Linked DNA regions of Mus musculus: all the other regions are linked to region 2. A link is a contact called in public ChIA-PET and promoter capture Hi-C data. All regions are on one chromosome and are shown on one strand. The core of a region is the stretch at or near the end of the contact, and the rest is flanking DNA. Distances in the headings are between cores, read along the strand shown.

What was found. Promoter capture Hi-C pulls out the DNA fragments that hold promoters and counts their contacts. ChIA-PET counts read pairs in DNA pulled down with a chosen protein or histone mark.
Region 1: a promoter capture Hi-C map of the HPC-7 cell line shows a contact between it and region 2, with 2.3 times the contacts expected there. The contact joins the enhancer-like site here to the promoter of Mis18a in region 2. A contact is called at or near these places in 14 of 39 promoter capture datasets (3T3-L1-derived adipocytes, the C10 cell line, the HPC-7 cell line and 10 more), 17 of 484 Hi-C or Micro-C datasets (CD8 T cells, the N1E-115 cell line, adipose-derived mesenchymal stem cells and 12 more), 3 of 115 datasets of contacts at active chromatin or transcription factors (the HPC-7 cell line, bone marrow-derived macrophages and embryonic basal ganglia) and 2 of 9 other capture datasets (adipose tissue and pancreatic islet).
Region 3: a contact with region 2 is called in an RNA polymerase II ChIA-PET map of memory CD8 T cells, with 12 read pairs. The contact joins the enhancer-like site here to the promoter of Mis18a in region 2. A contact is called at or near these places in 8 of 39 promoter capture datasets (cranial neural crest, frontonasal cranial neural crest, hippocampal neurons and 4 more), 5 of 484 Hi-C or Micro-C datasets (CD8 T cells, embryonic somatosensory cortex, nephron progenitors and 1 more), 12 of 115 datasets of contacts at active chromatin or transcription factors (SST interneurons, VIP interneurons, bone marrow-derived macrophages and 9 more) and 1 of 9 other capture datasets (adipose tissue).
Region 4: a promoter capture Hi-C map of hippocampal neurons shows a contact between it and region 2, with 2.7 times the contacts expected there. The contact joins the enhancer-like site here to the promoter of Mis18a in region 2. A contact is called at or near these places in 6 of 39 promoter capture datasets (cranial neural crest, embryonic stem cells, frontonasal cranial neural crest and 3 more) and 3 of 484 Hi-C or Micro-C datasets (muscle stem cells, nephron progenitors and uterus).

The regions. Positions count from the first base shown.
Region 1 is chr16:90,912,554-90,918,093 of GRCm38.p6, reverse strand. No RefSeq gene overlaps it. Among named protein-coding and RNA genes, the nearest start is that of Cfap298, 20 kb to the left of the region's middle. Within about 2 kb of position 1,838, at least 50 of the 459 cell types and tissues checked have an H3K27ac peak or open chromatin away from gene starts, as enhancers often do. A contact at or near this core is called in the HPC-7 cell line, the N1E-115 cell line, adipose tissue and 3 more, where this site is marked.
Region 2 is chr16:90,722,497-90,728,887 of GRCm38.p6, reverse strand. Mis18a (MIS18 kinetochore protein A) reads left to right here and starts at 1,517. Exons shown (of 5, transcript NM_025642.1): 1 at 1,517-1,862; 2 at 2,529-2,595. The coding sequence starts at 1,616. It overlaps Gm17518 (a long non-coding RNA gene), which reads right to left and starts at 1,468. Exons shown (of 2, transcript XR_876238.3): 1 at 1,217-1,468; 2 at 1-568.
Region 3 is chr16:90,474,361-90,480,186 of GRCm38.p6, reverse strand. It overlaps Hunk (hormonally upregulated Neu-associated kinase), which reads right to left. Exons shown (of 11, transcript NM_015755.2): 7 at 4,205-4,367. Among named protein-coding and RNA genes, the nearest start is that of Gm35882, 32 kb to the left of the region's middle. Within about 2 kb of position 4,271, at least 27 of the 459 cell types and tissues checked have an H3K27ac peak or open chromatin away from gene starts, as enhancers often do. A contact at or near this core is called in CD8 T cells and memory CD8 T cells, where this site is marked.
Region 4 is chr16:90,520,393-90,526,479 of GRCm38.p6, reverse strand. Gm35939 (a long non-coding RNA gene) reads right to left here and starts at 1,510. Exons shown (of 3, transcript XR_876231.2): 1 at 1-1,510. Within about 2 kb of position 4,674, at least 20 of the 459 cell types and tissues checked have an H3K27ac peak or open chromatin away from gene starts, as enhancers often do. A contact at or near this core is called in hippocampal neurons, where this site is marked.

The sequences.
Region 1 (5,540 bases), core at 589-3,088, 190 kb before region 2:
TGCCCTGCCGTGGTCTCTGTCTCAGACTTCCTTGCCTTGAGCTCCTGAGACCTGAGGTGATGCTGAGGTGGTCAGGATAGGGAAGGGTAGAGGCCCGGTGGACAGGTCTTTTTATTTTCTAGCTGCTTTCCTTGCAACTAGCAACTGAAGTCTGACTGTCTCTCTTCCCAGAGTCTAGCATACAACAAAGCTTGATGACCAGTAGAATGGAGCGGGAGAGGTTGGGGAAGAACAACTAGTCCAGGAGCTGCTCTGTGGGGTTAGTACCACCAGATTTAGTGCCTGATGCCCAAGCATTAGACATGAAAGGAATGAAAAACTGGTAGAAAACATGGCCTCGGGTCTGCATGGACTTCGAGAGTAAGTAGCTCAGGGTCAGCAGCACAGGGCTCCCCAGACTGGCGTAGGTCCTGCTTTAGGGGCCTTTTAAGAAGCTCCCCGCACTCGCTGCTTCTGAAGCAACTGTTTGTGTGACTGTTGAAGACTACACAAAACCACAAAACATCACTTAAAAGCCACTGGAAATTGCCCTGAGGGTGCGCGGTAAATGGAAAAACATTTCCAAGAAAAAAAGCCTACTGCTCTCAGTCCGAACAGGGTCAGCCTGTGGCATGGGGCACTGATGCGATCCTCCCAGCTCCCTGTGACTGGAACTGCACCCTGGGCAGCTGCGACCAGGAAGACAAAGGTTCCCTCTCCCCCAGATCCCATTGTAGGGCTCTAGTTTCATCCTATTAAGGGCAAGCAACTGGAAACCCATGTTGCTCCGTGCTACAGAAACCCTACATTGGATGGTCATGGCTGAGAGACCAGGACTCACTCCCTAACCCATCCACACCTCCCAGGCGTTGGGCTAAGTCCTGAGGTCTCCACCATCCTCAGGCAAGCTCCCTTGGGGCTCAGGTCACAAACAGGAAGAGTGAAAAGACCAGGGACCGACCTCAGCCCTCTCCCAGGACGGTGCCACTCGGAAAAAGGTGCCCTGTCTCTGCTCCCGGGCACTGGGGAGAAGCTGTGCTCTGAGACAGAGGCTGCCCCTGATGGTTCTGCTACAGGGGGCTGACTTCCTTTGGAACAGAGACTGACTGGCAAAGTGCATGCTTTAGGGCTCGAACCACAGCAATGGAATAATGAAGCAATCCAGGGCTAGCAACTCCGAGATACCAGTAGCAACAAGTGAGACTGTAGACCCACCAGAACTCTGAGAGAATCGTGGGGAGAGCCAGCTAAGAAGAGCCTCCAGGGAGTTTGTCCTTCCCAAAGGGGCAGAAATACTGGTGCTGGGATGCATCCTCTCTGGAGCCATCCCATAATGGTCATGATCTGATTACAGCCTTAACATTTACCTCCTACAAAGGCAACACAACGCATCTTTATCATTTTTTTTCTTCCCAACTCATTTTCAGTAAAAAGTATCCCAGGGCCATCGAGATGGCTCAGTGGTTGAGGACACCTAGCATCACCTGATGGAAGATGGCATCTGACCTCCACACGCACACCGTGGCACGGGCACATACACAATAAACAAATGAAATACAACAAGGAGACTTTATCTCTGTGTACAAGCTGCGTGACAGAAAGGAGACTCCAGAGGAAAATTGGTCCGCTCCTGCGATGTCCCCTCAGCTGACCGGCACCCACCTGACTTCCTCAGGGTTCAGCGGCACTGGGTCAGAGGTCAAGTTCTAAAGACAGAAGCTTGGGAGCTCAGGGCAGGGAGGCAGCTCACCGGGTTGGCAAATTCTTCGTAGATTAGTTAACACGTTTTCTCTGGAGTTCATTGTTAGCACAGAGGGAGATTTCCCCTTTCTCTTAGTGAGGTAATGTCATTTGTTCATACATGCCCCTAATTGGCCTCCCTCCCTTCTGCAGAAAGGACACGGGTCCTTTCCAGGTCAGATCCGTGCTTAGTCATCTGAACACGAGTCCCCTCCCGCCTCCCCTTGTCCTTCCTGAGCTGGACTCTGACTCTGAAGGAAATGGCAGGCTCTGCTTTCCTTTGCTTGAAAGCGCTCAGTTTTGACTCAGTGAAGTCAAAAGCTTGGAACGGGGGAAGAAGGGCGAATCCGTGGCTCCTGTGAAATAGGAAGTGACCAGCTTTCCTCTCTTTGTCCTGCCAGCCTAAGCTCCTGATATCACGGGCAGTTCCCTTGAAAGCAGGAAGACAGTATCTCTTTTCTCTTTTCTCTTTTCTCTTTTCTCTTTTCTCTTTTCTCTTTTCTCTTTTCTCTTTTCTCTTTTCTCTTTTCTCTTTTCTCTTTTCTCTTTTCTCTTTTCTCTTTTCTCTTTTCTCTTTTCTCTCTCTCTTTCTTTCTTTCTTTCTTTTTTTTTAAACTTTATCTGCATTTATTTTATGTTGAATTTATTCCCATGCCATGAGTTTTTGTTTCTTCAATTTCTTCTGGGATATCTTTCCTTCTGTGCGACCTCCTCTTCTGGCTTTGGAACCATCTGTTCATTCTCAGTGAGGGTCATCTCACTGTGGCAGGGGGAGCTCATGTATGGGTTAATCCAGCCATGAGATTCTGGAGGTTCGTGGGCGCATCTCAGGTGCCTTGCTCACCTGGATGTGTTCAATGACGAGAGAGTCTACGTCTAAACCCTTGAGTTCAGCATTACTCTCTGCATTTTTAAGCGTGTGCAGCAAAAATTCAGCACTCTTCTTTGGCCACCGTCCCTGTGTCCAGCCCACTGTTTGGTCTGGGCACACTTACGGACTCCACCATCACACCTCCGGAATGGCACACATTGCTTCTTTAGTGACATCCTTCAGATACTAAGTAGCTTTGAGGATATGTAGACCCTTGATGGCCCGGGCAGTTCCCTGGGTGTTCTTAAAGTGAGCATGAAGATTCGAACCTCTTGGTTTGTATGATTTTGTGGGGTTTTCTGGGTCAAGAGAGTAGCGAACCATCTTGACAGATCACTTCTGGCCACTTACAGGAAGAGGCAAAGACAGTATTTCTACCCCAAGATAAGTTCTCAATTGCATTTTCTGCTGAAGCAATTTGAAAGAAATGTAATAAGGCTGTGAGCTACCTTTAAAAAAAAAAAAAAAAAAGATTGGGAACCTTGCGAAACAGGGCTCCGCTGAAGAGCATCTGTTGTGGACTTGACATCCCTGCAAAGGTGAGCCTAACTCCATCTTAAAATGCTCGCAGGACTCATGGCTGCAGTAGCTCCCTAAGAAGGTCAATTGGGGGGGGGCACCCTCTTCAAGGCAAGGGGGAGGAAGAATGGGATGAGGAACTGTGGGAGGAGGGACAGGGGATGGGGGAGAACAGCTGAAATGTAAATAAATATTTTTTAAAAAAAGAGATTGAAATAAGCTGTGCATAAACCAACAACAGAAAAAAAAAAAGAGAGAGAGAGTCAATTTTAGTTTCCTAACCGGACTGAGCTGGAATTTGGCAAATTCCAGGCTCTCAAGATCAAGCACATGGGGGTGACGATCTTTATTATTCTTATTAGTTATTAAATAACACTCCAGGGCAGGTGAGGTGGTACCTGTTATGTCACAGCGCTTCGGAAGCTAAGGCAGGGGGATGACAAGTTCTAGGGAAGCCTGAGGCAGAGTAACACGGGCTCAAACCTGCTTTTAGCTGATAGAGTAGGAGAAACAGCTGTCATCACGGGAATGAGGTACTTTGAGATGTCTCGATACATATACACACAGTGCAATATTTAAAATGGGCTAGAGATGTCTTTCTCCTCCAACGTGGCATCTCCATGGTACAGACATGGGAAATCCTTTCTCCTAGCCAGTCGAGACAGCTTGGAGCTTGCTGTCACTATAACCACCTTTCCCAGCCCTCCTAAGCTCCTTACGCTCTGATAGCAGCCCCCCTGTTCCCAGTGTGTCTGATATGGACAGTTTCACCTTCACACAAGAGCGGGACAGTGTGATATCTGACTGTGCGTCCGGCTTATTCTCTGAAGTTAGGCAAGGCGACTGTTCCAGGAGTCACGGCCTGCTCATGCTCCTCTCCCTTAGAAAAGTCCAAGTTCTTCTTTTTCTTCTTTATATCTTTTTCCTTCTTTCAGATACTTGTGCTGTTCTGGACACTCTGGGCTTTCTCCCTCTTTTTCTACAGAGTGACTCCCCAACCCCACCTGCTCCTGCCCCACACCCCAGCTTCTGTGATGTGGCTGCTGACATGATTTGCTCTCTTCCTCCTCCAAACAGCAGCTGAGATTCAGCCCACCCTCTGGTTGTTTCTTTGAAACTTAGGAAAACTGTCCTCAAGCTTTAGAGAGACAGATGGATAGATAGATAGATAGATAGATAGACAGACAGATAGAGAGAGATGGATAGATGGACAGGTGGATAGATAGATAGATAGATAGATGATAGACAGATAGATGATAGATAGATAGATAGATAGATAGATGATAGACAGATGGACGGATAGATAGACAGACAGACAGACAGACAGACAGACAGATAGACGGATGGATAGATGGATGGATGGATAGATAGATAGATAGATAGATAGATAGATGGACAGATGGATGGATAGATAGACAGGCAGACAGACAGACAGACAGATGGACGGACAGACGGATGGACGGACAGACAGACAGACAGACAGACAGACAGATAGATAGATGGACGGATAGACAGACAGACAAATAGATAGATAGACAGACAGACAGACAGACAGACGGATGGATGGGTGGATGGATAGATGGATGGATGGATGGATGGACGGACAGACAGACAGACAGACAGATGATAGATAGATAGATAGATAGATAGACGGACAGACGGATGGATAGATAGATGACAGATGATAGATAGATAGATAGATAGATAGATAGATAGATATAGATAGATGATAGATAGATAGATAGATAGATAGATAGATAGATAGATAGTCAGAGGTGATGTCTGAGGCTAAGCTCACCCCTGGCCGTGGGTCTTTTATGTTGCCAGAATATTCTTTCGCCTCCAGAAGATGGTGTGTTTCTCTGGCCTGTCCTTGGGTTCTTTTAGTTTTTCATGGTCCTCTCAGGGGACAGAGAAAGGGAGATGGCAGGCAGCACTGATGACCCAGGAGATGTTGGTGGTAGCAGATGCCATAGGTTAAGTCGTACTGTAAAGCAAACAGAAGCCACAGTCGCAGGGAGCATGTGGCTGGGACCGGAGAAGGGACCCAAGGCCTGAGGTCATGACTCTATGGGTAGCATCTCCATCCTGAGGATCAGAAGATGAGCCAGGTAGCATGGTAACCACGATAGTGAGCTTCGGTGTGGGGTGTATTCTCAATGATCCAGTGGAGCTGTTGGCACCTTCCAAGATGGCTGTGTGGCTCAGAGCCCTCCGATGCATCTAGGGGAATCTGCCAGAAAACTAAGTTGTATTCTTATCTTAGTTGTTTGTTTTGGAGACGGGGGTTTCTGAGTATTCCAGGGTGAGGATGTATCTGAGGATAACCTCTGACCCCCGATCCCTACCCCGCAGTGACAGGATTACTGCACAGCCAGTGTGTGTGGCGCTGGGGCTGAGACCCAGGGCGCTGAGCATGCTAGGCAGGCAG
Region 2 (6,391 bases), core at 268-2,767:
CATCCACTGGGGATCTTGGAACTTTAAAGGAAATTTCCAGGAAAGAAGAAGAGACTACAATGGCTAGCTGGAGGATCAGAGCATCAGTGATGTGGAGAGGTTGGAAGTTCAAAGCCCAGTAATTTGGGGTTACCTTGAGTCCCCTCCGTGGTCATTTACTCCCCTCCCTTGTATGTGGCCATATCCTTCTGACTATTAGTTAAATACTTTAATGTGTACAAACAGATTCCCCAGCTTATAACCAAAATGCTAAGAGTATGGCCAGGTAGCATCAGGGTCTACAGCAGGGTCCCACTGCTTTGCTGTAATCTGCCTATTGGTGTACCTTCCAGTGTATTTGCAAAGTCTGTTGGTTTATGGTATTCTTTGCTCCGTTCCGTCTTGGCACACCTCAAGCAGGACCACAGGATTCCTGGCGGTTAAAGGTCGATACGCCTCAGGGACTTGTTGAAATAGGTTCCAAAAGGAGTCATTTCTTTGCCTCTGGGCTGGGCTGTTATCCTAGCATGTGGGAGGCTGAAGCAGGAGGATCACTGTGGGTGAGCTACATAATGAATTCCTGGGCAGCCTGGACAAAAAAAAAAAAAAAAAGATTCAAAAAACAGAAAGTCAAAATCATATTCAGAGAAGGCAAAATAGCCTTTCTAGTTTCCAGCCTGGTACCACCTCGGTCAGGTCAACGACTTAGGATTTGAAACTTTTTGCTAGTGGCCAGAGATACGAAAATAGGTGGTAAGTGTGATGTAGTTTAGTGAAGCGAACTGGGTAGTGTGACTGGGGGGGGGGGGGGGGGGGAGGGGGATATGGTGGTCTTTGCGTGTTGTTTCTTACTGATGCATCCAGGCTGTTCGTGGTGGCGCGCCTTCCCTCTAGCCTGTGGTCTTTGAAATCAAAAGCTGACTTTCTTTAGACTGACCGTCCTTCCCGCCCTGGAGTAGGGTGAACCATACTCTGACCCAGACACACGCCCACTCTGTAGCCACAGCGATGCTGTCCCCTCCAGCTTCTCATATTTTTTCCTTGCAGTGCTAGTCTCAGTAACGCTGGGTCCTTGAGGCAGGGGGCGTCTTTGGCTCGCCACAGACCCCTGTTTTTTTCTAGATGTAGGAAAGCGGGTCTCCGGGAGCAGACGGGCTAGAATCAGAGATGTGACTTGCAGTACACCGCTTGGAATTCCTGGGTCCACTTTCGGCTCCGTGAAGATGGGTCTGCTTACCCAGCACGGGCATGCCCGCTAACAGTGTGGAGGAACTAGGTGAGCTGCTACTCATTTAATTCGAAGCCTTCAACTTTCTCAGCAGCGGCGGAAGGAGCTGAAATGCCCGCAGATAGCACCCCAGCACCCCAGTTCACCAGCTTTCGCTCAGGAAGACCGCAGGACGCAAGCGCAGTGAGCGCGGCTCGCGCGCCGGTCAGATGGCGAGCATGCGCCTTCGATGCAGTCGGGCCCTTCTTCAGGTCCCACCCCTTCGGGCGGTGCCCCGCCTCTTGCACCTTGCGCATGCGCAGAGGTATTATTCCCGTGAGGTTCCGGGGCGCGGCAAATTCGTATGTCATGGCTGCTTCCTGGTCTCTGGGATGTTCCTTGACCGCTTGTGGTTAAAACCGCCTGGCTATGTCGAGCGAGTCCCCCCTGCTGGAGAAGCGTCTGTCGGAAGACTCGAGCCGCTACCTGCGGCTGCAGAAGTGGGCAAACATGTCGAGCGCAGACGCGTTAGGGCTAGAGAAGGAACGGCCTGAGGAGAAGGCGGCCGCGGCGGAGAACCCGCTGGTGTTCCTTTGTGCCCGCTGTCGCCGGCCACTGGGCGACTCGCTCACCTGGGTGGCCAGCCAGGAGGACACCAACTGCATCCTGTTGCGCAGTCAGTTCGGGCCGCCCTCCTGCGTCGGGGTTTCCTGGGGCTGCGGGGGCTGGGGTGGGGACGAGAGCTGTCCCAGCAAACCGCAGGAGAGGCGTCCCTGTGGGTGGCTCACGAGTGACAAGTTTTTTCCTGGGTCTTCCATGCCCCCCAAGGGCAGCGGTTGAGCGTCATCCTGACGTTTTAGGAAGGTGCTTCCTTCAGGGGAGTGTTTTCACATCTGACGGACTCTGTCAGCTGCTTTGGGGACTTAGCTTAGTGTCCTTGGGCAGTCTGTTCAACTGCTTGTGCCTCAAGTTTCTCGTCTCCAAAACGAGGGATAATGATGGGATAACGGGGACGATTAAATAAGTGTATGGTATATGGCCACAGAGTAGGCGATGTCTTTACTGGGTGAGTCCCAATGCTCTTCGCTGGGTCATTTTGTTTATCTCTTAACCCCACTGGTTTTCAGAAAAGGATGTGAAGTAATCCTTGTTCCACCTCTTCTCCCAGAAGGCCCCCATCCCTTTAGTGCTGAACCACGGGAGTACCCCACTTCCCACCAGTCTTTGGGCTCTTTTTTTCCCCTAGTCCTCTAAAATACAAGTTAAAGTTGAGTTAAAAGTTCCTGTCTGCAGGTGTGTAACAACAAACCACACTAACAAAGTGTTGCGACTCTCTTTCCAGGCGTCTCCTGTAACGTCTCTGTGGATAAGGAACCGAAACTGTCCAAGTGCAGAGATGAAGACGGTTGGTAAGTAAGATATTTATGTGAATATGTGAGAGAAAATTTTATTTTATTTATTTATTTTTGGTTTTTCGAGACAGGGTTTCTCTGTATAGCCCTGCCTGTCCTGGAACTCACTTTGTAGACCAGGCTGGCCTCGAACTCAGAAATCAGCCTGCCTCTGCCTCCCGAGTGCTGGGATTAAAGGCGTGCGCCACCACGCCCGGCTGAAAACTTTAATTTTAAGGAAAAATCTTCTACCGACCGTTCTGTGAGATTGCTTGAGATATAACTTTTCATGGTAATTGAATGCATTGAAAAGAAGAAAGGATCCATTATTTGATGGTGATAGCCCCTTAAGATCGGAAAGTGGGAGTTTCTAAGATTCTGAAAGTGTATTTAACACTGATTTTTAGGGCTCTGAGTTTGGTGCCAAAGAAAATGGAAAGTAAAGCAGAAAATATCTATCTTAAAATCTCCAAGTTGAAAGTGTCCTATTCCTGTCCCAGTGCTGCCTGTCTCTTCCTTGTACTGGCAGACAGAAAATACTAATACAGAGCCCACACCCACAGCTGACTGGGCTACGCAGACAGGCCATCTGTGGCTGTAAGTCACTAGTCCCAGGTTCCATGTGCTGGGGCCGAGGGGACAGATAACTTGTCACGGCTGACTACTAACTAGTGTTGGCAAGTGCTGTCCTCAGCAGACTGAGTAGAAAGCTCTGCCTTTTATGTTTGCTACCCCAGAGAGGAGCCGTGTCTTGCTGAGGTGTAGAAACTAGTTCAGGTAGTACCTCAATCAGAGAATCAAGAGGTGGGACTGACTTGAAGGTTTTAATAATGGTTTTAGTAATATTCGAATATAAGTGTTATAGAAACTGGCAGGGAAATTGCATTGACATTGATAAAGATGATATGGGTGTGACAGATTATGTTGTTGGCAAGTAGCTGATTTCAAGCTTGGAAATCTCAATTTCATATATTTTTAAATTTATTATTTTCTATGTATGAGTATTTTGCAAGTATGTATGTATGTTCACCATGTGTGTGCCTGGTGCCTAGGAAGGTCAGAAGAGGGCATTGGATCCTCTGGAACTGGGAGTTACAGACAGTTGTGAGCTGCACTGTGGGTACTGGGAGTTGAACTTGGCTCTCTCTCTACAAGAGCAGCCAGTGCTCTTAACCATTGAGCCATCTCTCCAAATCTCAACTTTAGGTGATATTTTATTTTGTGGCCAAAGGCTACGAGCCCAAGGAATTAGCTTCCCCTCGGCTAGAGCACTGATTACAGTAAGTCTTACAGGGATCGGGGCATTGCCTTCCTCCCTCTGAGGTGTTCTGCTTCCCGTCTTGAGTCTTTTAATGTCAGCTCCTTTTCCATGTGTGTCAGGTCTGTGTAGCAGGTCCACTCTTCTGCACTGACTGTGTTCCCACTGACCAGGCTTCAGATTGGTAGAGATTTGAGAAGGAGCCGCCTTTCCCTGTCAGTGATCTGGGGTTACTTGAGCTCTTTGCTTGCATGGCCTCAACCCGTTGTTTGTATTGCCTTAAATTGTCTTGGGTTTGTTTCACCAGGGCCCTGTGAAATACTGTGTTGCTTTGGGATGCTTTTACGTTTTTCAGAAGGTCCTTTCTACTGAACATCTGGCTAAGTCATTATAGTGGTCAACGAAGGCATGGGATGGGCTTCAGAAGCCGCCTATAGAGCTAGCAGTACTATCTCTGTTTTCCTGATTTCTGTCCTTTACCGAGGAGGGTCTTACAATTGAGCCAGTTCTTGTTTAAAGCTGCTTTATAGTGCCTCGTGTTGCTTCTCAAGTCTTGTTCAATGATAAGCTGAATTGGGCCCAATGATAGTGGCCGCTTACTCCCTACTGTTCCCCAAGGGTGTTCTAGGGTCTGGATTAGTGTGGACTATGATAAAGAACCTATCCTGCCTAGTTCTATGTTAGTTTAGCTCTATCTGAAGAGGAGGAGGGAACCTCAGTGAGGAAGAGCCTCCATAAGGTTGAGCTGTAGGCAAGCCTGGAAAGCCTTTTCCTCACTAGTGATCCATGGGGAGGCCCAGCCCATTGTGGGAGGGGCCAGCCCATTGTGGGTGGGGCCACTCCTGGGCTGATGGCCCTGCGTACTGTAAGAAAGCGGGCTGAACAAGCTAGTAAGCAGCACCCCTCCATGGCCTCTGCATCAGCTCCTGCCTCCAGGTTCCTGCCCCCTTTGCGTTTGTGTCCTGACTTCCTTCACCGATGGACTACAATATGGAAGTGTAAGCCCAATAACCCTGTGAGCTGCTGTGTAGATTCTGGGAACAACTCAGGTGCTCTGCAAGAGTAGTGCTGCTTTTAGGCTCTCACCCAGTCCCTCAACCCCAAGATATATCGACATATCTTATGGGAAGTCTTTTAAACACACCATGGAAACAATACCGAATGAGTGGCAGATAGCTTAACCAGTTCTATCACTAGTGAAATTTTACCTGGTGGTGATGTTTTGACCTTTGTTCCATATGTTGTTGTGATAATTAGAAAGCATCTCCATGTCTGTCTTGCCTTGCCTGGCTCTTCAGTGGCTCCCTTTGGTATGATGTCAAGAACAGACACTTAGTGGTAACAGGTCCCATGTGAAGGAGGAATTAAAATACTTTGAAGTAATAACCCATTGTCGTGTACATTCCAGTACTTTAATTAAGAGTAGATCTAGCCGGGCGTGGTGGCGCACGCCTTTAATCCCAGCACTCGGGAGGCAGAGGCAGGCAGATTTCTGAGTTCGAGGCCAGCCTGGTCTACAAAGTGAGTTCTAGGACAGCCAAGGCTACACAGAGAAACCCTGTCTCGAAAAACCAAAAAACAAACAAACAAAAAAGAGTAGATCTAAAAATCCAGTAAGCATTTGGTAAATGTTGGGACTGTAGAATGGTAATTTAGGTACATTAATTTGCAAGGGCTTTTGGGAGACATTGGACTGTGCGGACAGTTTAAAGATGTGAGCGGGCACAGAGGGAGAGCCAGATCCGTGGAACAGGAGCCAAGAAGACTGGAGAAACAGTTACGCAGAGAAATAACAGAAACTTCAGTAAAATGCCGTTAATCGCCTGTATTGACACGTCTCTAGTTGATAGTAAAGTGTTTATGTCAAAGTACAGTGTAAGGAAACAGGACAGGTCTAGCATGGACATGGCAGATGCATGTCAGCGACTGAGGTAACTAACTGGTCATGGTGACACACATCTACAGTCCCAGCACCTGGATGGTTGGGGCAGAGGACCAGGAGACCAAGCTGATTCATGGTGAATACTCCCCACCGGGCTTGTGCAGTTGTTCTTGCCATGGGGCATCACCCAACTGTGCAGAACTTTTGTCTGAAAGTCTGCAAACCCACTGCCTGCTCCTGGAGCAGAGTTACAGACTGGCACGTGGGTTGGCCATGTTTTTATTTGTTTCTTTATTTTCAAGACGGTTTCCCTGTGTAGCCCTGCCTGTCCGGGAGCTTACTGGATAAACCAGGCTGGTCTTGCCCTCAGAGATCCACCTGCCTCCCAAATGCTGGGATTAAAGGTGTGTCCCACCATTCCTGGAGGTCTGTGAGTGAGACTGGTTCTACGGCTACAGTACAGGGTTAATGCTTACATCAGACACCAGGTGGCTTAAAAGCCTCAAATGCATATTCTCTGCTTCATTACAATAAAATTGCCTCTTTTCCTACCTAGAATATTAATGATGGGTTGGACATTGTAAAAGACATGCAGAATCTGTGTTTTTAAATTTGGACCTTTATAAGCATCCATCCATCTGTCTGTCTGTCTGTCTCTCTCTCTCTCTCTCTCT
Region 3 (5,826 bases), core at 3,022-5,521, 250 kb after region 2:
AGGCAAAGACCAGTTCGCTCCACTTGCCTAGAAGACGGGTTCTTATACCAGGTACATCTTACGATCAAAGAGTTAAGTGTTCCTGCTCAGGAAAATCAAACCCCGCTCCAGTCAGAACTAACCGCGTGGTCTGGGTTCCCAGGGAATGCTTTCCACTGGACAAAGCCACAGTCGTCTTCGCAACACTTAAAAGTGATGCTAGACAAAGCTGAAGAGAGGAAAAGACAGCAGAAGGCAAGGAGCCCAGGCTAAGCAAGACACAGCCTAAGCGTTTCTGACACAAGGTCCCTCTTGCTTGACTTGCATGGCACAGCGTCAAGACAGTATGAGGTGTAAATTCCTAGGTGTAAATGTCTAAGTAGGCACAGGCACCCTTCCATCTGTGATGGTTTGGAGTTGCTTGGCTCAGGGAGTGGCACTATTAGAAGGTGTGGCCCTGTTAGAATAGGTGTGGCCCTGTTGTATTAGGTGTGTCACTATGGGCATGGGCTTTAAGATCCTCATCTTTCCTGCCTGGAAAGCCTCTGAAGATATAGAACTCTCAGCTCTGCCTGCACCATGCCTGCTTGGATGCTGCCCTGCACCCACCTGTTGATGAGGTTCAGACTAAAACTCTGAGCCTGTAAGCAGCACAATGAAATGTCCTTCTAAGACTTGCCTTGGTCACGATGTCTGTTCACAGCAGTAAAACCCTAACTCAGACACTACCTACCCTTGAAAAACACCCAAAGACCTAACTCACCTGAGTCTATAGCAACATTATACATTCAGTAATACATGAAACTAAGACCTTCCCTACACACTGGCTCCATCATGACACTCTAAAATTTCTGAATAGCATTCATTACTTGAATAAGAAAATCAGTGTGCACATGACCTCCTTGTTTGGGAACCATTAGGAAAGATTAACTTTTAACCTCTGGCATGGTGTCCAAATGGTATCACCCAGAGCCTTAATGAGTGAAGAAGTTGAACGGAGGCATCTATAAGAATATGCATATTTATGATTCATCAAGGGCCATTGTACCAATGCACCATCTGCATTATAAAATACACAGTGAAGCAGGAATTTAAAAGGATAAGATGAGAAAGAGACTTGAAAATGGGCTCTTTTTATAGACGAGAAATAAAGAACAGCCCCAAGTCTCTCTCAGGTTCTTCTAATGAGAGCAGAGAGCCACTTATCATTATTATCATCATCATCATCACCTAATAAATTAACAGAATATACTGCAGTGGCTTGAGTGTGCTTCCTGGAAGTTTGCCCTCAGGAAGCCTGCAAAGGGGGCTGGTATAAGATAATGAGATCATCAGGACTAACATGGAAGGGACTGGTATTGTCTTCTACAGCGAGTCAGTCACCAAGAAAGTGCGCTGTTAGAAGGAAGGCCACCTCACTCAGTTGGCCCTTCTGCCTGAAGTTATTCCCCTTCTCTGGCAAGTCATGACAAAGAATGGGGATACACCCCAGAGGCTAGGGCATGAGCCTCACTTTCACTTTCCAAAGTATGGGCTCAACCAAGCCTTTCTTAAAGATGCACACACATGCACACAACACAAACACACACCACACACCACACACACACACACACACACACACACACACACACACACACACACACACACATCCTCCTTGCATGTATGTCTGCACACCAGAAGAGGGCACCAGATCTCATTATAGATGGTTGTGAGCCACCATGTGGTTGCTGGGAATTGAACTCAGGACCTCTGGAAGATCAGGTAGTGTTCTTATCCTCTGAGCCATCTCTCTAGCCCCCAAACCTTTTTCTTTAAGTGAGTATCTATCCCCTATATATACTGTATATATATCAACTACATATCAAAGTTTGGTTACAGATCCTGAGTAACTGTCTGTACCAGGCTTGTCTGTGGGCATGTCTGTGAGGAACCATCTTGATTATTAATTGATCAATCACAGTGTGAGCAGGTGGTTCTGAGCTCCATAAGAAAGTTAGCAAGCTAGAATACAAGCCAAGCCACCAGTACCGTTCCTCCATTGGTCAGGCCTCTAGCTCTTACCCTGACTGCCCTGGATGGTGGACTACGACTTGGAAATATAAACCAAACAAACCTTCTCCTCCCTGAGTTGTTTGTCACAGTTCCAGAAGAGGATAACATGTCACCTGGCATCATACTCCTATGACTTATGGTCACCACACAGGTACTGTCTCAAAGCCTCAAAGCTCAAGATGGGTCCCCATCAGAAATACAAAGCATTTATCTCCTCATGCTCATTGTTCCTGTTGGAGAAAGCTTTTTAGTGTTTCTTCTCACATACGTCTTTCCTTTGCACTCTCTCTCTCTCTCTCTCTCTCTCTCTCTCTCTCTCTCTCACACACACACACACACACACACACACACACACACACACACACACACACACCACGAAAGCTCTGGGTAAATTTTCCTGGAAGCTAATTATGAGCTGAGTCAGCTGGGGACACCTGCACTTCCATCCAGATGTTTGGCTTGGGAACACCTACACTTCCATCCAGATGTTTGGCTGACTCCCAGGCAAGCTTCTTCACACTCTCAGCCCTGTTATCTAAGTGCATCTCAGCCTCTCTGCTAACAAGAGCTTCACTGGTGCCATCATGCCTTGTGAATACTGTTTTGCCATTTCTGCCCTATCAGGTCATTTCACTAGCTACAGGTGGATTTTCATCTTTCGCTCTAAGATGGAAACTCTGAAATGTTTCTAACCTTCCTGGTTGGTGGAATTCTGTGACACATTAGGCTATCGTGAGACTTTAAACAGCACTGAGCTATCTCTAGAAGTTTGATCTTACCATCTCCATCCTGTCCTCCTAGCTGAGACACAGACATGCCACCAGACCTCAAGGTACAGTACACACAGAGTCAAGGTCATCTTTAAGACAGTGTTCAATCAAACCTCTAATGGGCTTCTGTTAACCATGAGTTTCTCTGACTCTGTTGGAGCTGGTCTATACTATGGCTACATTTCTGCACCAACGCAGAGCAGTATTGTATAGTATCTATATGCTGTCTTACAGCATTCTCCTTGAGAGATTGTTTATATGGAGAGACTGACATATGAGCTACTGTGGCCAAGATGATAAAGGCGCCATAATATCAACATTCTACTGCGGCCTAAACTGTTCTTCATGTGCGACACAACACACTTGGACTCTCTTTATTTAGATTTTTTTAAAACTTTATTTTATGTGCATGAGTGTTTTGCCTACATGTATGTATACTGTGGGAGTGGCAGAAGTGGAGGGCATTAGATCCCCTGAGACTGGAGTTATAGATGGTTGTGAACAACATTGTGGGTGCTGGGAATCGAACACAAGTCCTTGGCGAGAGCAACCAGTTCTCTTAACTGTCAAGCCTGTCCCTTAACTCCACCCCGTCCCTTGAGCTTTTTGGCAGCTAGCCTGTGTGAAGCTGCAGGAGTCAACCTAGCAAACGCTGTTGTGTTATTTTCTGCAGTCGTAAACCTAAACACATTTTTTTTGTCTTGGCACCCTAAGGTAACTTGTTCCAGGACTTCCAAAAAAATCCCAGTTTGTGGTAAGTTTTACGGGAAACGGTACAAGAATTTGCATATAAGCTGTGCTCCTCCCCCAAACACTTTAAATCTCTGACTTACTTACAGTACCTAATACAAGGCAAATGCCATGCCACTATTATTTAGGGAATGACAGGAGAAAATGTGCGCACCTCCACCACTAATACAATGTTCTCCTAAGTATTTCTGAGCCACGGTTGGTTGAATCCTGCAGACACAAACCATGGAGACAGATGGCGGACTAGTGAATAGCTAACCTGTATCCCATCCTTTATACACCCAGGCGCTGCTGCCCAACTTTTACTAGCAGTTTAGACTCCAGTTCCTCTAAGTAGAGAACCCAAAGAGCTAAGAGGTGACAGAATACAGGCAGACAACTGGGAACAGAAGACAAACAGAGCTAAGCCCCGCGGGGGTCGGCCATGCAGGGTTAACTTTTATGGGAGAACATTTGGAGCACATCTCAGACCAACTGCACCATCTAAGAAACGGGTTTTGCCAGTCCTTTATGCCACACTCTAGAGACTGGGCCTCAGGTTTTAGACTAAAATAACAGCACGGATCAAGTGTCGGCAGCTTCGCCACACTAGACAGAAGATGCTGCTGTGCGAGAGGGGGGGTGGGGGTGGGGTGGGGAGGATTCCCACTTACCCCTGACAAATAGCGCTCAAGTTTCTTGTTCAACAGGAAGTAGATGGCCAGGATGTGGCAGGCGCGGTTGGAGAGCACCGTGTTGATGACGTCACTGTTCTTATAGCCCAGCTTTTCAGTCATGTGCAGCACCACGCTGGGACTCAGGTCTTCCAAAGAAATCCTGTGAGGGGTAGACACAGGGAGCCAGTCACCTCTCCACGTTCTCAGAATGTCTCACAAAGGTGGCGGCTGAGAGAATGACCTTGAATAACAGGCCCTCTCATTTACCTCCTGAGTTCAGGGCCTGAAGGCGCACACTGCCATCCATGCCTGCTTTGTGTGGTGTGGGCCGATGGAATCCAGGGCTCATGCCGGCTGGCACCGTCTCAGCTGAGCTACGTCTCCAGCCCCCCCTGACTTTTTATTTTGAAAATTTTTACATATATAGGACAGTTGTGGGTTTACTATATAACCTGTGTGTTCCCCATCCATAGAATTCAATTAATCTTAGACAGAACATTTCAGAAAAAAAAATATATCCATACTGAGCATAAAGACTCTAAAGGGTTTTTTTTTTTTACTGTCATTATTCCCTGAGGCAATACAGCATAACAAAGACTATAAATCAACTAGAGGTAATTCAAAGTATATGGAAGAGTGTGCATGGCTTATGTACAAAGTATACATTTTATATAGGAGACTTGAGTGTCTGTAGACTTGGGTGGTGGAGGGACTGAAAGCAGCTCGCCATGTAGCCCTGGCTATCCTGGAACTCACCATGTAGACCAGGCTGACCTCAAACGCACAGAGATCCACCTGCCTCTGCCTCCCAAGTGCTGGGACTAGAGGTCTGTCCCACCACACCTGCGGCGTCTGTAGATCTTTAATATCTTTTTTCCGGGGAGATCACTAGAATGATCCCATAGAATCACATAGAATGGCCCCACAGATATGGAGAGATGACTGTGATTAGCTGAGTGACCCTCGCCTGGGTATGCTTTGCCATGCTTGCTGCATTTGGGGTTCCTATTGTTGTTGCTAAAAATGTTTTAAATTATAGACACTGTGCTATGTCATTTCTCGACACTTCAGTGTGTCCCTTTAAAAGCAAAGGGGTTCATAGGAGAAAGCTGTGCGAAGGAGCAGCGTAAAACTCGGGCTTTATTTTCTTAACTTTCCCCAAAGGGAAGGAAACACTGACAACATCCAAACTAATTAAACCAGGAGAGAGCAGTGTTGGGAAACTAGAAAATAGATTTTACAATTATATATAATGTATCTTTGGCTGTATGTTTCTCCGCCTTTATATTTAAGGTTTATTTAAGGGCCGGTAAAGCAAGAAAAACAATTACCAGGGATATGTAATTTTTTTGCCTTGAAGATTAACAATTTTTCAAAATAAAACTGTAAATAACACATACTTCCCCCAACAGTTTAGAATTTTGCTCTCCTATCTTATCGAAACAGATTTTTCTTCTTTATCCAATAACCTTAGATAACAAAAGACCCCAAGCTGCTATTTTCTTTAAACAAGACCTTTACCACTTTTACCATTTATTAGCTAGTTTTTTACACAAGCACACCCCACTCACACACACAGTCACACTCACACATACAGATTCACACACACACACGCACAC
Region 4 (6,087 bases), core at 3,425-5,924, 210 kb after region 2:
TCCGTCCATACTGACCAAGTGCCTCCAAGAATCACCCCCCTTCCCACATACATACCCCTCTCTTGCCTCATGGGATCATCAGAATTCACAACTCTTCCTCCCAGGACTGTGGTGAGGGCTGATTGTAACTGTACACTGAGTAGTGGCTGTTATTGCACATGGATGCACTGTAGCAGCTATGAGGTGAGCAATGGAACATTAACCAGATGACAATGGCTGTCACCGTGTGACCAGACCATGGCTGTCACTGGATGGTTCTCCTAATGTGAGTGCCATTGTTGTTTGTCACACACATTTTCAGCCTGGTCTGGGGTGTATGCTGTTGTGTTCCACAAAGTTTCATGTGTCGGAAGCTTGCTCCTTGTATGATGTGGAATCTCCAAGTGACAGAGCCCAGCCCAAGGTAGTTAGGTCACTGGGGGTGCCAACCACAGAGGGGGTTAATGCAGATCTCAGTGAACCCTAGTCTGTTCCCTTGAGAGTACATTACAAACACAGCAAGCCTGGGCCCTGGATCTCTCCAGCTTCTTGCCTTCCCATGTGACTGCTTCTTCTTACATGGGTTTCTACTGTAATGCCATCTCCCCTGTGACCCCAGAGCCGGGAGGTCCTCAGCAGAGCTGAGCAGAGTCTGGTGTCTATGTTCCCAAACTCCAAAGCATGAGCAAAAAAACCTTTTTAAATAAAGTTCCTAGCTTTGGGCATTTTGTTATAGCAACAGATAAATGAACTAATATAAAATTGTGTGTGTGCTTGCATGTGTCTCTGTTTCTATGTCTCTGTCTCTCTCTGTCTCTTTCTGTCTCTCTGTGTGTGCATGTGTCTTTGTGTTTCTCTTTCTGTGTGTGTCTGTGTGTGTCTGTGTGTGTCTGTGTGTGTCTATATCTATGTCTCTGTCTGTCATCTGTGTGTGCACGTGTCTCTGTGTGTCTCTGTGTGTGTCTGTGTGTGTCTATGTCTCTGTGTGTCTCTGTGTTTCTGTCTGTCGTCTGTGTGTGCACGTGTCTGTGTGTCTGTCTCTCTGTGTGTATGTCTGTGTATGCATGTGTGTGTATGTCTCTTTATCTCTTACTCTGTCTCTATCTCTCTCTCTGTCTCTCTGTGTGTGTGTGTGTGTGTGTGTGTGTGTGTGTGTCTTTTCCCGTAAAGTGGATATGGCTGATAGACTTTGATACAGTCTTTTGGTCAGAGGATGAATGGACCTTTCACAGTCAGGACGGCTCGTTCACAGCCTGAGGAACCAAGTGAACCCTTGATCATTCTGTTCCCAACACAATACACTAAACTCTACAACGGCATCACTAAAGGCAACCCAAGCCCAGCTGATTCATAAAAAGTGAAGAAAAAAGAAGAGAGGTTGCTGCCACAGAGGACAGGACTTCGTAGGCTGCAATGAACAGATGAAAGAGAGTCAGGAAGACCCATCCTGAGATACTGTGTGACAGACACTGTTGGCCGAATCATAAGCAGTCCATTTCCTTCTGTGAAGAACAGTGCTAACAAGTGATGTCACAGGTGTGTGAGTGGGCATGAAAAAAAAAAAAAAAAAAAAAAACTAAGACGAGTCACGGTCAGCCATTGCCTCTTTGTTCTAGAAATGTATGGGTCGCGCTACTACTCGGAGACAGAGGACGAATCAGCAAGGAGCTTTCTGAGGTTGTGTTTTCCTCTCAGGTCAAAAGTAAGAGCCTCCAAGAGGCACCATGACTCCCTCTTCTGTGTGGCCACAAGGATATTTCCCTTCGTAGATTCCAAGTAACCAAAAGAGAAGACCACATCTCAGCCATATTTCTTCCCTCCTGCTTCTTGTGTGTCTGTCTGTACGTTCTAGAATGTTGGGCAACATCCTTAGGCAGGGCCCACCAGATTCCAGGATATGACCGATGGTCACTGTCGCGAACTGTCGTGAAACGAAGCAGAGAGCAAATCCTTGAACTCGGAGGAGAGGTTCTAACAGTTTATTTATTCATAAACAGCAATAAGCAAATAAATGGCGAAATGGGCCCACAGTCGTTCACACACACGCACACGCATGTACGCGCGTGCTCCTCACTAACGTTTCCGGCTTAGCTGCCGTGGCCTGGCTCTGTGGTCCGAGACTCGATGTTTCCTGCTTTCCGATCCTCTGGAGCTGAGCTGCAGTGGTGCTGGCTTGTTGTCTGCGTGGGGGTCCGTGGGCGTGGAGACCGCGTGGGTTGGGCCCGGGGATCTGAGCGATTTTGCCATACCAGACCATAGTTTTTAAGCTTAATTCAGCCAATCAAAACTGAGGCGTTCCACACATTACTTCATGAGTTTTATCATCCGCGCGCACACACGCACTCTCTTTGGCTTGGTTTTCATAGATATCTAGGGCCAAGGCGTTGCCCCATCGTTGGTTCGGGCTGCAGGCATGAGTTGTTCTTATCACTCGCACCCACTCTGGGGCTGCGGGCTACAGGCAGCGGCGGTACAGCACTGGGGAAAATGCCTTCTGAGGCCGTGTATTCTTTATAGTCACACTTGCAACATGGTCCGGGTGGATACTGGTTAAGTGTGTCCCACAGTTTCATGTGTCTGCAGCTTGTTCCTTGTATGGTGGGGGAGTCTCCGAGTGATGGAGACCAACCCAAGGTAGTTAGGTCACTCTCCCTGGCCAGTCAGTCACAATACCCCAAAATGTCTGTAGATATTGCCCAATGTCCCTTGGGAAGAACTGCCCACACCCCTGAGGGGCTCCTGGGCCCTGCGGTGAGTTCATATTTTAGTTCACTATTCCAGGAACCACTGCTGGGACCCAGTAACATTCAGCGGAGAGGAGGCCTTCTTCATCCAGACTTTGTGGCTTTCAGGCTAAAAGCCCTCCTCCACCCTCCTCCCCGGACCCAAGAGACAAGTCACCTAATAAAGCAGCCAACTGCAGCTTTAACGAGGTCGGGCTTCCTCCTCAGGGGACTGAAAGTGAAATTCTAGACTCTGCTCTCTGCCTGGTCTTACTCCTGGGAATGTCATTTCCTTAACTTTCAAATCCACAGAGTGTCTGTTTATCAGATCTGTAGCACACTGCCGTGGGAGGTGGAAAGGTCTTTTGCATCTTTGAGGAGATGTCTGGCTACACATGGCCCTGAGTGGGTCTCACTTCTACGAATTCAAAAGAATTCCATTATTTCCTCAGTGGGGCTCAGTGGCCACCAGTTGCTGCCACTAAAGCTCTGGCTGTGTCCCAGATCTATCAGCTCCTGAGGGTTGGGGATCGAGACCTGGGTGGCTGTTATCCATTCACTGTGGACCAAAGATACACAGCACATGTGTATAACCGGGGGTGGGGGGGTGGGGGAGGGGGGGACGGGGGGGGGAGGGGGGTGGGGGGTGGGAACCCAGCCTCCCTCTACTCTGACCTCCATGCAAAGCACTGATGTGGTTAGCAGGGGAGAGGCCATCATTGCTTTCCCGGATATTTATTTTCCCACTTCTTCTTCTGATGGGTAGCTTGGGTTGACTGTGTCTGTCAGACAGCTGTCACAGTCCCCTTAGAGGGAACTTGACATGCACTGTGCTCTTCAACATGGGCTACCTGGCCTCTACAGCTGGCCGTAAGAGCTCCTGTCTCTGCATAACCCCCAGCTTTGGCCACACTAGGAAATCCTCTTATTGGTCCCTGAAAGACCAACCCAGTGTGATGTTGCCTGCTTCCTGCCAGAACCCAGCCAGGGTGTAGAGAGGAGAAAGGCTGGGCCCTTGGAGTCTGCTGAGACCCATTACCATAATTAAATGCTGAATGTCTGCCCTCTGCTCCTTAGAAATCCACCCCCTGACACTGAACTGGCCACAGGCTTCCTCTCACTAGTTCAGCTTTGACCTCAAAAACAAAACAAAACAACAACAACACCTTAATAGGCTAGCCTAGCAGTAGGGTTGCACACCTTTAATCACAGCACTCAGGAGGCAGAGGAAGGTGACGCTCCATGAGTTCGAGGCCAGCCTCGTCTACAGAGCTAGTTCCAGGACAGCCAGGGCTATATCTATGTCTATGTCCATGTCCATATCATTCATATATATATATATATATATATATATATATATATATATATATGAAAAAAAAAAGAAAAGAAAAGAAACTTAACAGGCCATACTCATTTTTGAAGCCACCCCAGCACCTACCCTGGCCCCCACAATGGCTGAGGTGTAGCACCAGATTCTCACAGGGGTAGCAAGTAGCCTCTGTACCAGCTCCCTGGCTGTAAGGAGGAAAGATTTTAAACAAAGGACGACAGTGTTCACAAAGGCATCTGCTTCATTCTCAGGGAGGGATCTGCCTATCAGGTCTGCGCCTTAATGCCATCCCTTCCCCAGAAATACATTGTCTTTCTCCCCTCACAGGAGGGGACTCTGCACAAAGGCAAGGCTGTTTGACTGAGCCGCTCATTTACATATCTCCATTGTTGAGAGACTTTAGGGAGCCAGGAGGAGGGAAGGGGAAGGAGGGGAGAGTACAGAGGGAGGGGGAGGAGAGAGGAGAGAAGAGAAAGGAGCTAGGGGGAAAATGAAGGAAGAGGGAGAGGAGGGGAAACTGAGAGAGGCATGGAGGGGGGGGCAGGAATGAGAGAAGGCAGAGAATGAATAGACAATACAGTCCAGCCCCCCTCCCCCCCATATCTCAGCTACTCCACCGAATCAACCACAGTAGGAAAATTCTGAAAATTGTCTTGCCTTTTCCAAGACAGATGCTGTTCCTAACAGCCCCGTTCTGTTCTCTCGCTGTGCCTCGTTTACAAGCTAAACTTTGCCTTAGGAGCAAAAGACAGTCTGCAGAAGTTCCAGCAGAGCGCAGCCCCTGGGAAAGAGGGGTGAGCACCCTGCAATCTCTCTCCCTGGGCCTCACATCTCACTAAGATGTGAATCAGGCAGACCGGAGAGCTGGAGGGGAGGGCAGATTCTCACATGTGTCCTGTCAGTGCAGAGAGTAACCACATGACTTTTGAGAAATGGTCACCAGGAAGTCACTGGCCCTGTGACCAGGCAATCAGGTGGAGTTTCTCAACCTATTCTTAAGCTCTGAGACCCCGAGTCACTTTTGTGAGAGTGGGAATCTTGTTACAATGGGGACTCCCGAGAATCTACCTTGCACAGAATCTGGATTAAAGGGTGGGGTGGGACCCAGGACCCCATATTTAAGCAAACACTCACATGTGGCTCAGAAACAGGAGTTCCCTGGCCCAGTCCTTGAAAACGCACCGCTAAAGACAGTGGCTATTGCTTCTAAGTGAGGCCACAGAAAAAGGGTGGCTTTCCAATGAGTTGTAAGAAGGACCTGCCGGTGAGCTGCCGTGAGGAAAAATTATGGCGAAGAACAGCCGGATAGGTGTGCCGGTTAATATGGGTTGCCAACGTGACAGGGTCTACATTCGCCTAGGAGACCAGCCTCTATGAGTGTTTATGAGGAAGCTGGTACTGAGAGGAAAAGACTCGCCCTAATAGGATGCAGAGTCTTGTGGCTGTGGTCCTGGATGCAGGAAAGGGAAGACAGGAAGCTGAGCGTTAGCTCTCTTCTCTCTCTCTCTCTCTCTCTCTCTCTCTCTCTCTCTCTCTCTCTCTCTCTCTCCTCTCTCTCTCTCTCTCTCTCTCTCTCTCCACCCTACTCCCCCCCCCCCCCCGCTTCCAACAGTGGAGGGGGTGGAGGCAACATCATATTCCTATCTCCAGACCGTTTACCCTTTAAGGGACTACTTTAAGGGACTACTGTGCCATTAAACTGTGAGCCAAAACAGTAAGCCGCTCTTGTCCCGTGAGAAAAGTGGCCAATGAGGAAGCTTAACAACCCAACCCAACTGCAAGGTCCGCGTGGAATGGGTCCAAGTGCAGAGCGTGGGAGTGGGTGGGGAAGAGCGGGCGTGGGTGGAGAGCTGCGGGCGTGAGTGGAGAGTTGCGGGCGTGGGTGGAGAGGAAGCAGAGTTCCAAAGCATTCAGGCTGGGATTCCCACCCAAGGTCTCACCGAACCACACCCCCAGCATCTGTTAAATGACAGCTGTCTGTGAGGAGCAACTTCGGACGGACGGACGGACGGACGGACGGGTTAGCGGAAACCCCACACTCTAGCTTGGAAACGG